Regions from separate parts of the Zea mays genome. Here region 2 is linked to region 1. A link is a contact called in public Hi-C data. All regions are on one chromosome and are shown on one strand. The core of a region is the stretch at or near the end of the contact, and the rest is flanking DNA. Distances in the headings are between cores, read along the strand shown.

Region 1 (6,337 bases), core at 1,296-3,795:
GACACACTCAAGAGATCAAATCCTCTCCCAAATTCCACACAAAGCTTTAGTGACTAGTGAGAGAGATTTGCTTGTGTTCTTTCGAGCTCTTGTGCTTGGATTGCTTTCTTCTTTCTTGATTCTTTCATTGCGATCAATTCACTTGTAATTGAGGCAAGAGACACCAATCTTGTGGTGGTCCTTGTAGGAACTGTGTTCCAAGTGATTGAGAAGAGAAAGCTCACTCGGTCCGAGGGACCGTTTGAGAGAGGGAAAGGGTTGAAAGAGACCCGGTCTTTGTGACCACCTCAACGGGGAGTAGGTTTGCAAGAACCGAACCTCGGTAAAACAAATCCGCGTGTCACACCTCTTATTTGCTTGCGATTTGTTTTGCACCCTCTCTCGCGGACTCAATTATATTTCTAACGCTAACCCGGCTTGTAGTTGTGATTATTTTTGAGAATTTCAGTTTCGCCCTATTCACCCCCCCCTCTAGGCGACTATCAGCTATAAATACCCCCCAATCACCACACTCCAAGTCATCCAAGTTTTCAGCCATTGCATTCAATACAAGAGCCCTAGACTTCACTCTAAGACACAAACAAAAAGATCAAATCCTCTCCCAAGTTCGAAATCACTCCAAACAAATTAGTGACTAGTGAGAGAGACATTTGTGTTCATTTGAGTTCTTGTCGCTTGGATCGCTTTTCTTCTTCCCTATTCTTGTTCCCAAGACATTTGTAATCAAAGCAAGAGACATCAATTGTGCGGTGGTCCTTGTGGGGACTAAGTGTCCTAATTGATTGAGGAGAAAAGCTCACTCGGTCTAGGTGACCGTTTGAGAGAAGGAAAGGGTTGAAAGAGACCCGGTCTTTGTGACCACCTCAACGGGGAGTAGGTTTGCAAGAACCGAACCTCAGTAAAAACAAATCACCGTGTCATTCGTTATATTTCTTGTGATTTGTTTTCGCTCTCTCTTTCGGACTCGCTTTTATTTCTAACGCTAACCCCGGCTTGTAAATTGTGCTTAAAGTTTATAAATTTCAGATTTACCTATTCACCCCCCTTTAGGCGACTTTCAGTATGTCCGGACCGTCCGCACATAAGCGCGGACCGTCCAGGCCAGCGGCGGCCGGCTCTGTTTTTAGAAATGGATTAAACTGTAAACAATATTGATATTGTAGTTTTTACAAAGGAAAATTTGTGGTAGAAAGTAGAACAAGCGTAGTTCTGTAATCTAATTAGACAGAGAAGACTGTTCAGATGTTGAAATACGTAAATCTGAAGATCTATAAAGTAGGCACGTGGCAGTAAATAGCATATAAGTGTGAGCATATAAATCTTGAGGATATTCATGTGAGAGATTAATATGAGAGATATAATAGGTATATTTGGTAGATGAAAAAAGCACACAGTTTGCTCGTAAGTTTTAAAAATCATCAAACGTTGAAGAAAAATAAAGAATGTAAACATTACAGTAACATAGCAAGGAAGGAGTTGTTGTTAAGTTCACCTTGAAGCAGTAATTCAGCGTGCTGGAGCCCAGCCCGGAGGTGCTCGCGCGAGGAGGGAGGCGGAGCCGGAGGCGGAGGCACCACGTCGAGAAGCTATTGATCGCAAGAGGCCTGCTCCTCGCTATGGAGGCCACAATGAACGTCATTGATTCACGATCCGACGTGGATATCGCCTTCATCGCCGTTTTGAACAGGTTTCAAATATAGAAAAAATCAGAATAGATTAGTATTGCAGAGAAAAAGATAATATTACTTTTCATCAGTACTCAGTCAACATTTATTCGTCAACTACAATTCACATACAGATCAGTGATGGTTCGAATAACATGTTACAATATTTACTGCACGACATCTAACCAACCACGAAAACTCAACAACGGATTAAGGAGTGCAGATAATGAATTCAAACAGGGTGCGCTAAATGCGAGGAGGATTTAAGAGAAATAAATGGCTTGGTAGACCATTTAACCTGTTAGAAAGAAACCGATAAAAATTGATTTATTTGTTGGCAAATTCATGATGTAGTCAGATATAGAGTACTGTCTGTTCTATGCTCGGATGACTTTGCAGCTATCTCTCTCCAATATGGCACTGCAGACATATAAAGTTTGTTGTTTTGGTACTATATCGTTGTTGATGGCTTTCTTTATGATTAAGCTCGACGAACTGGCCTTCTTGCCCCTACGCTGCCCCGTGGGCTCGTGTTTTTCAGCTCCTCCATAGCTGACGAACAGAGAACAAATCTCATACTCCTCTTCGATACTCCACATGTCCAAGAGCTTGGTCCAATCCAACAAAAAACAAGCAGATGACACAGAATCACAAGCATAATATATGAATCAAATTTAATGATACTGTGAAACTGATGAACCAATTTTCATAATGAATCGGTCAAACAGAGGCGGAGACATGGAATTGAAATGGAGGAGCACAGGAAGAGAAGGGGAGTACGGTCCGGCACGACAACACTTGCTCGCCGCCGCGTCGAACGTCCGTCTTCCCTAGTACAAGTCACACCCTACGCCATCCACGACCGCGAGATCTTCAGCATCGACGCCGGCCGGGCCCGCACAGCCATCACAACGAGGGGAGTTAGAGTTCTTTATTTCTCAGCCGAGGATGTGGCGGAGGTGGTGGAGCGAGTGGAGAAGCCTGCAAGCAGCGGCGAGGCAGTGAGCGATGACGAGAAGCGAGCAAGACGTCAGTTTGGTGGCAGGCCGAAGGAGTAGGAGAGCAAGCCGCAACGTGAGAGAAGACACGGTGGCAAATGATGCGAGGAGGGCGAGGATGTACAACACAACGCGACGCCGGTGATCTGTGCGAGTGAAAATGCGAGGGCGAGGACCGAGGACACCATGGGAGTAGCCGTTTTAAACCAGGTTTCGTATACAGGAAATACGTTACGTTGTTGACACTTGCGTGGCTGCGTGTGAGTAGAGATGACAACGAGGACCTGATTCCCGATGGAAAGGGGGGATAAAGAAGTTTTTCCCGCACAGGAATGTAAACGAAAAAAATTCTCCTCCGACGGATAAACGGGGACAGAGATGGGAAAACATTCCTCATCCCTGTTCTCCGCGGTGATCTGTTAAACTTACATGAATGATGTTTTCATATAATAGTTAATGATAAAAATAAATAATTACCTTTTTAAGAGATCACCCTGTACAAATGTACTCATTTTAATGTATATATAAAGATTTTTACATAATGTGTATAAGTAACAATGTTTTATATTAATAACAAATCAAGTACTATCTAATTATAATTGGAATTCCGATAGGATTTATCCCCACGAATAACGAAGATGGAAAAGAAATGGCCACCACAAGCGTTCGTAGGACCTGTGGAGAATTTCCTCTTTGCCATACCTAGTGCAGAGGGAAGGGTAAAACCTTCTCTGTCACGCACACACCCACACAAACATTACCATATCATCCAGACTATTAAATAAATCCAAATGAATCTCCGTCGAGACCTTTCACAGACTATACCAGGACGCAAGATCCAACGGACTGAAATAAATTAATAACTAATCAGAAGCTCAGGCTACACTAGATGCAGACACAAGCTGATATGATTATAGAAACGAAACCCGACATGAATAAATGTTTCCAGCAAAATTAACTGGAAACACACCTATACAAAGGCTGCTTCTGTATGTACAAATCATCTAAAAAAACGTTAGGCTACATAAAGTAGCTCAACGGTGTCTTGTGCCTCGACCCGCCTTCTCCGTAGAGGTCGTTCCATTGAACGAGCTCATTCATATTTTTTGAATCCGATGATATACTCGCACAAACCTAAACACAAGGCCATTAAATTCAGGAGCAGAGATTACAAGACAAAATAATGCAAGTGACCGTAGCATTTTTACCTGCTCATGTGCGTGCTTGAAATCACTAAACTTTAGGGAGCGAACGTCGCCGCTACAGCACTGAGGTGGGGCTGGCCTATTTTCTGCTTCAGCTAAGGTTCTCTCCTGCATTGCATCAAACCAAACCAAATAGGCAACAAAAAAAAATGTAAGCCACACGTCAATGCTTCTAGCATAGAAAATCTCAACAGTATTACATTAGCTTATAACAATGTCGTAAGGCAGCAAGAAAACAGATAGGGAAGTGTTCCAAGAATATCAGCTGACCTTCTTCTCTCTTTCAAGAATTTCCCTTATGGGACGATGTGCTGCAGTTATACACAGGTTCTGCAAAAATAGGTGTCGCCAACAACACAAAGAAGCGAGGAAATAGGATAAGAAAGAAATATCTTAATAGAATACCTACCTTCAGATCACTGCCTGAATACCCATCTGTCAGGTTTGCTAACGCCTCCAGATCTACATCATCTGCCAAATCTTCTTTTGCTAGTATCACGCTAAGAATCTTCTTTCTGTTGGGTGCATCTGGCAAGTTAACCATCAACCTGAAGAGAAGTTGTGGCCGGGTTATTTATAACCATGTCACAGTTGGAAGAAAAGTAGCATAAATACGGAGTGCAATTTACCTCCTGGGGAGCCTCCTGACAACAGCCTCGTCAAGATCAAATGGCCTATTAGTGGCAGCAAGTACCAGAACACGTTCTTTGTCTTTTGTCCTAAGACCATCCCAGTTCACCATAAACTCATTTTTCATCTTGCGCATGGCCTCATGTTCCCCTGGATTCTCACGTCTACCCAGCATGCCATCAACCTAATATACAGGACACAAATCAATGAGTAAGCTACAACTTATTATGTCATAGGCATATCATCAGTGACCGTTAAGAAAATCACTAACCTCATCCACGAAAATAACACTAGGAGAAATTTTGCTTGCAAGTGAAAAAACAGCTTTCACATATTTTTCTCCCTCTCCAAACCACTGTTATAGTTACAGGGTTGAAATCAGCAAAGTAATAAGTACTCCAAATCGGGAACAAACTTGATGAGTATAACGTTGCACAAGTACCTTTGAAGCAATGCTTGACATTGATATGTTGATAAAATTAGCACCAGCCTCTGTTGCAACAGCTTTGGCAAGCATGGTCTTACCGGTGCCAGGTGGACCAAAAAGCAATATCCCTTTACATGGCTGGGGCAAATAGATGATCAGAACCAATGATTTCAAGTCGCCTGGTCGAAGACCAGGCGACTAGTCGACCCCTAGTCGGTTACTCGGACAATTAATCACTCTAATCGACAATTAGTCGGACGACCAACTATTCTAGTCGAGTCGTCCAGCTAATCGTGCCCTAATAGCTGACCAGCCCGACTAATCGCGATTAATTGCGATTAGTCGGACGACTTGAAATCATTGATCAGAACTATGATTGCACAGAGGTAAGAGTCGAGAAAATAAATATTACATTAACTGTAACGAAAAAAGACCACTAGGTGACATTCAGAATCCTAAGTCCTAACATTACAACAATTCTTTTGTTTCAATTTATTTCAGAATACAGGATAAGAAACACACAGAAGAATTGAGTTTTGCAAGGAAAGCCTCAACAATAGCCCCAAATAATCACGAGGAGATCATTGACAAAGTTAAACGGAAGAAAACTGAACTCCAGGAAACAGAAAGTAATGGAGTTATCAGTGAAAAAAATAACAAACCACCTTAGGGCTTGTTCGGTTATTTTCAATCCATATGGATCGGAGGGGATTGATATGGATTGGAGGGGATTTTGACTTACTAGGGATTGAAACTCTCTCAATCCCCCTCAATCCATATGGATTGGGGTAGAACCGAACAAGCCCTTATGGATTACTAAACATACAGATATATTAGGTTTTCAAGAGGGTCACACTTCAAAGTTTAGAGAATGGCCAGTACCTTCATAAGTTGTCCTTTGGAGAACAACTCAGGCCTTTGCAAAGGAAGCATAACTAACTCCTGCAAAGTTTCCTTGACATTTTCTAATGCTCCAATATCCTCAAAGGTAACACCAATCTCATCTGGAGGGATGACATCTGGAAGAAGACGTTTTTCAAATTCATTCTCTGTGACAACATCCTAACAATGACAAACAAAATGTAAGACAAAGGCAACAATATGAACTTACTTATCATGGTAAAATATAATAAGATAACAAAGTTATTTTTTTGCCACTCAATGTAGAACTATATATTCTACATAAATAAGAGAAGAATTATAGCATGCAGTCATAATAACAAGAGGCTATCTTAATAATTCGAGAAAACAGGTCACCTTGAGTGACTTCTTTGTGCTCTTCTTCTTAGGGCCACTTTGGATACTTTCCAACAAATCAATTCCATACTTAAGGCTGAAGTTTAGCAAGCATCAGCAAAGCAGTCACCAGATAAAACTGGAAAACAGAGTTTCCCACAACAATACCAAGTTACA
Region 2 (6,723 bases), core at 1,799-4,298, 66 kb before region 1:
CTACTACACCGAGACAAAATCATGTAGCTGCAGCTGCCAGAAAAGCTTGACCAAGGGTCTGCTGTGCAGCTGCCAGAAAAGCCAACCGTTTGGGCTGCGGCTGCTACTACACCAAAACACAAAATCATGTAGCAGCTGCCAAAAAAGCTTGACCAAGAGTCTGCTGCTGTGCAACTGCCAGAAAAGCCAACCGTTTGGGCTGCGGTTGCTACAACACCGTGACACAAAATCATGTAGCAGCAGCTGCCAGAAAAGCTTGACCAAGAGTGCTGTGATGTACGACGACTACATGCTATGTACTTTACCCTAGTAAAGCATGTCCAGCTACATGTTTCCCCGTTACATCAACGGAAAAGCATGTTCCTCCACTTGTCCTTCAAGTCCACCTACAATACAACCAGTCACTACCTTGATTGCAAACCACAACAACTTAACTGTAATAATAAAATTACCCACCGGTGTCCTGCCGGTCAAAGCCTCAGCATTGTTATCTAGAATATCCCTCCAATTGCCAACACCATACCTACACGTGAAACAAACAGAACAGGAACATACAGCAACAGCAATAATAATAATAACTGACATGTCAAACGATAACAACTGAACATCAAGACAAGGTAACATACTCTTCAACACCCTTTCTTAAGGTTTCTTCTTCGAACAAGCTCCACCTCCTTGTCTTTCTCCGCTTAGTGTTTTTGTTTCCAGGCGGTGGCAAAGGAGAAGGTGGTAGTCTCCTTGGGCTAGGCAAGCGCGGTCTCGGTGGTGATGGTGGTTCCGAACCATCAAGACCATGTGACTCCTCCCACTGCAAACAAACGTTTTATTTTTGAGAAACACGACCATAAACAATTTAAGTTAGATTTTGCGGTTATGATACCGAGCTATCCTATAAGCTACCTACCTAGAACGGTATGAGGCGCCTTGATTGAGCTCAAATTAGACTACAGTAAGTAGAGCATTCATAATTCCAAGTCCTAATTTCAGTAGCTAACTTACTAAAGTGAAACAAATCCTACAGCTATTAGACATGTCATACCGATTTTGCAGAGCAGGAGCAATGTAGAGAATAATTCATACTAAAAACTCAATCAACAGAATAATACAAAAATGTACACACCCAATGTTTAATGCAAAATATTGACATGATATAGGTGCTGATATCATTTTCAATCGCAATGGAAACAATCGCTAGCTATTACAAGCACAAACTCAATCTAAAAAGACAAAGCAAGTTCAGCATGGACAATGTTCAAAAACAAAGAAAAATATTTTTAAAAATAAATGCAAACCTGAGAGGTTCGTGCTGTTGCGTTTCGCTCCATAAGGCTGTGAGGTTTGCCTATACCTGGACCGTTGTCTTTGTCATTATGAATACTCGGACCTGCAGCGCCACAAGTTGTTGGCTGACCTCCTACTTCAGCATTCAAGCTAACTCTTTTTTCCATCCTCGCAGCCAATAACTCATCTGCAACTGCCTTTGCAGCTGGAAGGGGATCCTCCACAATGCTGTGGAGGTCAGCACAGCTTGCTTTGAGCGCATTCATAACCTTCTCAACAGCTGGTGTTGAAATTGGATTTGTGCTGCAGGTAGATTTTTCAAGTTTGTCGAGAATCTCGCGCGTTTTTTCTTCCCCAGCTGTAAGTTTCATATCATATAATCAATTATAGGCTACGAAGTCCACGACCTTGCGGACACCAGAATCATAGCAAATTAGAAAACATAAAACATCTAGCAGCTAACAATGCACGTAAAGACCTAGAGCTGTCCCAAAGAGATGAAACTCAAAATGCTCTACAAGGATGCATAGAATTGCAAAATCAATAAGAAGCATAGATGCAGGCATACAAGAGGATCCTAAACTAACTGAAAGCATCATCAAAGATATGAACCTATTAAAATATTGCAGTGGCGCCATCAAAAGTATTCACAAGATTGAAAACATGTAGTTTGATATAAGATAAACAAGAAAGTAGAAGCAGCAAAATTAGCAAGGATGGAGTACACTCAAATTATAAGGTCTGTTTGGGATAGCTTCAACCCATGGTTGCTTCATAGAGGCCAAGATGAAATAAGACCTCTAAATTCCTTCTCATTTTTACTATATCACAAAAATACAGAAAAGACTCACTACACACTAGTTTCTTGATCACAATGCTGCTGCAAAATCCACCCAAAAAACGAGTCATCACCCAAGATGCGCAAGTTGGCACGCATGGCCTCATCTGCGGCAGCCCATGTCTCGACGGCCCCATCCCCGACGATCCGCATAGCCAACGCCTCGAGCCTCGACGGGCCAATCGCGGCCCATTCAGCGGCGAGGAGCTCCTGGACCCGCTCCTCCACGGCGGCCCGGTTGCCCCACAGGCCCCTGAGAATGGTCTGAGAAGAGGACTTCCCGACGGCAGCCTCGAACTGGTCCACTGTGACGATGGCATCGTCGGATGCGAGCGCGGGGGAACCTCCGCCGTGGACCGCTTGGCGCGCGCGGCCGTCGGGGCGCGCGAAGAGAGCCCTGGCGACGGCGTCGAAGTCGGGCGCGGAGGCCGCGAGGAATGCCGCGACGGCGATGTGGGCGGCTGCGATGGGGGAGGCGCAGGGCGGGAGCGAGGCCAGGAGGTGGAGGGTTTCGAGAGAGGATTCGGAGACGGGGTCGGCGGCGAGGCGGCGGAGAAGGACCCCGCGGCGGAGGCGCGGGGTCGGATCGGAGGGAGAGGGGAGACCGGCGATTAACGCGATGGCGGCTGCGGTGGGGATCGAGGGGTCGCCCAGGACGTGGTCCAGGATGAGGGTCACGTACGCCGGCGTCAGCCGCCGCATTTTGTGGTGCGCTTCGTGCGGACTGGAGAAGCGGCGGCGGGCTCAGTTCAGGGTTTTTGGGCCATGGGGTTCGGCGAGGACGGAGGAGCTGAAGGCGAGAGGGCTGGTGCTCGAGACTCGAGAGTGGTAGTGGTAGGTAGGGCTTGTCTCGCAGGGGAGAAATTTGACATTATGAAACTCGACGGATGCACGTAATGGAGGTCTAGGAGAGGGTTTCTCCCTTATGAAATAGCTGGGCATAGCCAACACTCTAAGGCTGGTGCCAATGCAGGCTATAGTGAGGGCAATAGCGTCCAGCAGGAGGCGAGAGCGGGGCTGGAGGCGGGCGAGAGCGACCCAGCGGGCGCTACTGCCACCGCCCGGTAAGAGCGGGCGATATCGCCCCGCTCTCGCCTGCACTGGAGCGCGCGCCGGGCGAGAGGGAGGCGATAGGCAGGCGAGAGCGGGGCGACGCGTTGGCGATGGCGTCTTCGCGGGCGAGAGCGAGGGGCGACAGTGAGGTGGCGACTTCTGATTGGTCCACGTGTGCTAGCCGTTGCAACTAACCGTTTTTGACCGTTTGGAGTACAAAAAATTCGAAAAAAATTGCAAAAAATCACAAATTTCATCCCCAATCCATCTATATATACCCCTACCCGGGTGGAGCTCATTCCACACACCATTCCATCTTATTTTTCTCTTCCAAACTCCCCTTTCTTCACACAATGTCGGGTTGGTCCCCAGATTTGAACACCTTCACGGATCTCTTGCAGTCCGATGGGTCACCTACAACCCTTCCGTTAGATGAGTCTTCTTCACTACATCGTCGCTCCGATGTTTCAGCCTCACTCCCCCGTGCACTATTTCCGGCTGCGCGTCCACCACCATACCCTTATCCCTATCATTTATATCAATATCCACCGTCTTCATATGGCCAACCTCCAACTTCCCAAGCCAGAATTCAAGCCTCATTCCCGGTACGTCCGTATGCCCCTCCCCCACCTGCTGCGGACGAAAGTCAAGCTTCTTTCCAGATACCTCCATACGCCCCTCCTCCATATGCTCCACCTCCGTATGGAGTACCTCCTTATGCTCCATATGCTCCACCTCCGTATGGAGCACCTCATCCATATGCTCCACCTACGTATGGAGCGGCAACATATAACTCCACCTCCGACCCTATCCGTCATCGAACCGCCAAGCAACTTAAAGATCATTGGGTCACCTACAACCGGGAGGTGACCAAGTTCAATGGATTCTACCTCCAAGAAGAAAGGTTGCGTCAGAGCGGAGCTGACGATGCAATGGTCATGGATGCAGCAATGGCGAGGTTCGAGGGTAAAATGGGGCATCCATTTAAGCGCCATCATTGGTGGCAAGTTGTTCGCTACGAGCCCAAGTGGTCAGCAAAGCATGGTCTTGGTAGTGGATCTGATTCGACTGCGAATAAGAGAACCCGACTCGGAGTCTCTGGTGAATATAGTTCTGGAGGCACTGAAGACACCGAGGAGGAAGTGCCCCGACCAGTGGGGCGTGATAGGGCAAAGGCGGATGCGCGAAAGACAAAGACGAAGGGGAAAGGGAAGGAAGCCACGAGCAGCGAATCAACAAGTGAAGCATTCAAAATGAAGAACTTGTGGGGTGGATTAGTGAAGGCCAAGCTTTTGAAGCAATGGAACATCCTAAAGGGCCGATCAACCAGAGATATGGACCCGGCTGAAAGACGTACCCATGGCAGGGCCGTAAAGATGGTCGAAAAAGAACTTGGTCTGCTAGATGACGAAGAAGAGGAACCGGAAGCGGAACGTGAAGAGGAGGAAGATGAGGATGAGATCGAGGAGTCCGATTAGAGTTATGTAATTTTATTTTAATTATCATGTCATTTTATTTTAATTATTATGTACTTTGTAATTTTTAATTCAATAAAAAATATTATGTTGTGTGTTTTCTGAGCGTTGAAATAAATCCGCGTGAATTACTTAATTCTGAAATAGAAAAGCTGACGTGGCTATAGCCTGAGGCTGTAGCCTGCTGCAGCCTGTGCACTGGAGCAGCAGGGGCGAGAGTGGAGGCGAGAGCTGACGTGGCAGGGGCGAGAGGGAGGCTGTGCACTGGACTCAGCCTAAAATTGATATGCCTTTTCCATTATCAGGTTCAGAGCAGTATTAGTCTCGTTGACACCGGGTTCCGTCCCCTGCGCCGTCGCCGTGAGTTGTCCTCCATCGCTAGTTGTCCTCCATCGCCGTCGCGTCCTCCATCGTCGTCTTGTTCTCCCTCGCGAGATCTCCTCCATAAGCCGGGCGCAGCAGCCTCCGACCAAGAGCCACCGATTGAAGGGCGCCGCTGCCGCCTGTCCGACCGAGCTAGAATCCCTGCAGCCTCCGACCCAGAGCCGCCAAATGAAGGTCCCCGCTTCTTCCCCACATGCGCACCCGTGAGTTTGTCTCTGATGTTCTTGATTCATTCAACTTCTCTCCCCCCCATTCGTGTCTCCTCCCCCAACTAGATCTAGCTCGGTTTCTGTGTGCAGTGGATCGACCATGGAGGATTTAGAGCTGTTCAATGATGCAGACATAGGCATATCTGAAAATCCAGGTAGATATTTGTGCCTTGCTGTGGTATGAATCGTGCACATGTAACCTTTAATTTTGTAAATTATTGGTTGAATTAATGGCAGGTCCCGTGATGTCTTCACCACCGCCTTGTTCAAGTTCCTTACCGCTAGTTGCATTAGGTGCAAATAATGTTAATGAGGTTAGTTGTGCTTCATTTATGTAAAATATAGTGAGGTTAGGATTATATGTGACTTCACTTAGTAGAGACTTGTCATCCAGGAAAATGAAAAGATACAAGACAAATCGAGGTTAGATTGGGAATCTATGGTACTATGTGATTTTTGGGAGGAGGAAGGGAGACGTGATGTTGCAAGTGAGATGGAGATGTATTGTAATCTAGGACTCAATGAGGGGGAAACGACAGAGGAAAATGCAAGAGATGAAGCCGTCAATGAGGGGGAAAAGGCACAGGAAAATACAAGTAATTTGGATCGATCGGAGCCTATTAATTTTGGAGACAATACTATAGACCAATCATTGGTGACCGTTCTTTTTGGCCGAAGGTGGATATTGCAAATGAAGTATTTGCGCCAATGGCGAAAAGAGGGGTTGGGCGACAAAGGAAAAACAAAATAAAGAGTTGTCTAGAGGGTGGTAGTGCTAAAAAATGAAAGGGCGTGGAAAATGCTCAAGGCACAACAAAGATAAAAAGACAGTACACTTGCCCAAACTGTGGTCAACTAGGTCATCGGAAAACCAGTTATAAGTGCCCTTTAAATGGAACAAAGAAAAGGTTATAATTGTATTAGTAATTGTTTTTTTATTTCATTGTCCATTAGTACTTGTTAGTAATTGTTTTGTTGCTTTGTAGGAAGAGGAAGCCAAGAAAGAATACGACGAAAAATTGGATCCCGAAAGAGTTACAGACTTCTACATCTCAAACTAGTGCTCCTAACGAAGAAACAACTATTGTACCTCAAACTGTGGATGCAGAAACAGTTGTAATAGACCATGGTAGCCATGAAAACGTCAGTACTGATGCAGCACTAGTCCGTGTGGAAACTCCTCCTACTTCTCCGCCAAGGAGTGTCAAGTGGCTTGTTAAGAAAATTACTCCGAGGAAAAACTTGAAGCGTGCTGCGACAAGGGAATAGAACTACAGATGGTCCAAGAAACTTGAAGCGTGCTACGACAAGGAAACAAGTTCCTTTCTGTCCCAGAGACCTTAAGCGTGCTGTCTCTTTGTGCTCAGAAACATGTGTATGTGCCCAGAAACCTGTTTATGTGCCTAGAAACATGTGTATGTGCCCAGAAACAGAATTGTGTATGTGTATGTGCTCCCAGAAACACAATTAGTGCCCAGAATTG

The links. A called contact is a pair of places that touch in the nucleus more often than the background predicts.
Region 2: a contact with region 1 is called in a Hi-C map of tassel, with 4 times the contacts expected there. The contact joins the promoter of LOC100382581 here to the enhancer-like site in region 1. A contact is called at or near these places in 3 of 25 Hi-C or Micro-C datasets (ear, leaf and tassel).

Annotation. Positions count from the first base shown.
Region 1 is chr2:223,161,664-223,168,000 of Zm-B73-REFERENCE-NAM-5.0, reverse strand. LOC103647932 (AAA-type ATPase family protein) reads right to left here. Exons shown (of 28, transcript XM_008672429.4): 20 at 6,182-6,257; 21 at 5,807-5,986; 22 at 4,940-5,062; 23 at 4,769-4,852; 24 at 4,497-4,681; 25 at 4,277-4,415; 26 at 4,138-4,197; 27 at 3,871-3,975; 28 at 3,420-3,796. The coding sequence ends at 3,683. Among protein-coding and RNA genes, the nearest start is that of LOC103647932, 17 kb to the right of the region's middle. Within about 2 kb of position 2,545, at least 6 of the 20 cell types and tissues checked have an H3K27ac peak or open chromatin away from gene starts, as enhancers often do. A contact at or near this core is called in tassel, where this site is marked.
Region 2 is chr2:223,227,403-223,234,125 of Zm-B73-REFERENCE-NAM-5.0, reverse strand. LOC100382581 reads right to left here and starts at 3,048. Exons shown (of 5, transcript NM_001357830.1): 1 at 2,194-3,048; 2 at 1,293-1,639; 3 at 627-808; 4 at 457-523; 5 at 130-386. The coding sequence starts at 2,821. The coding sequence ends at 345.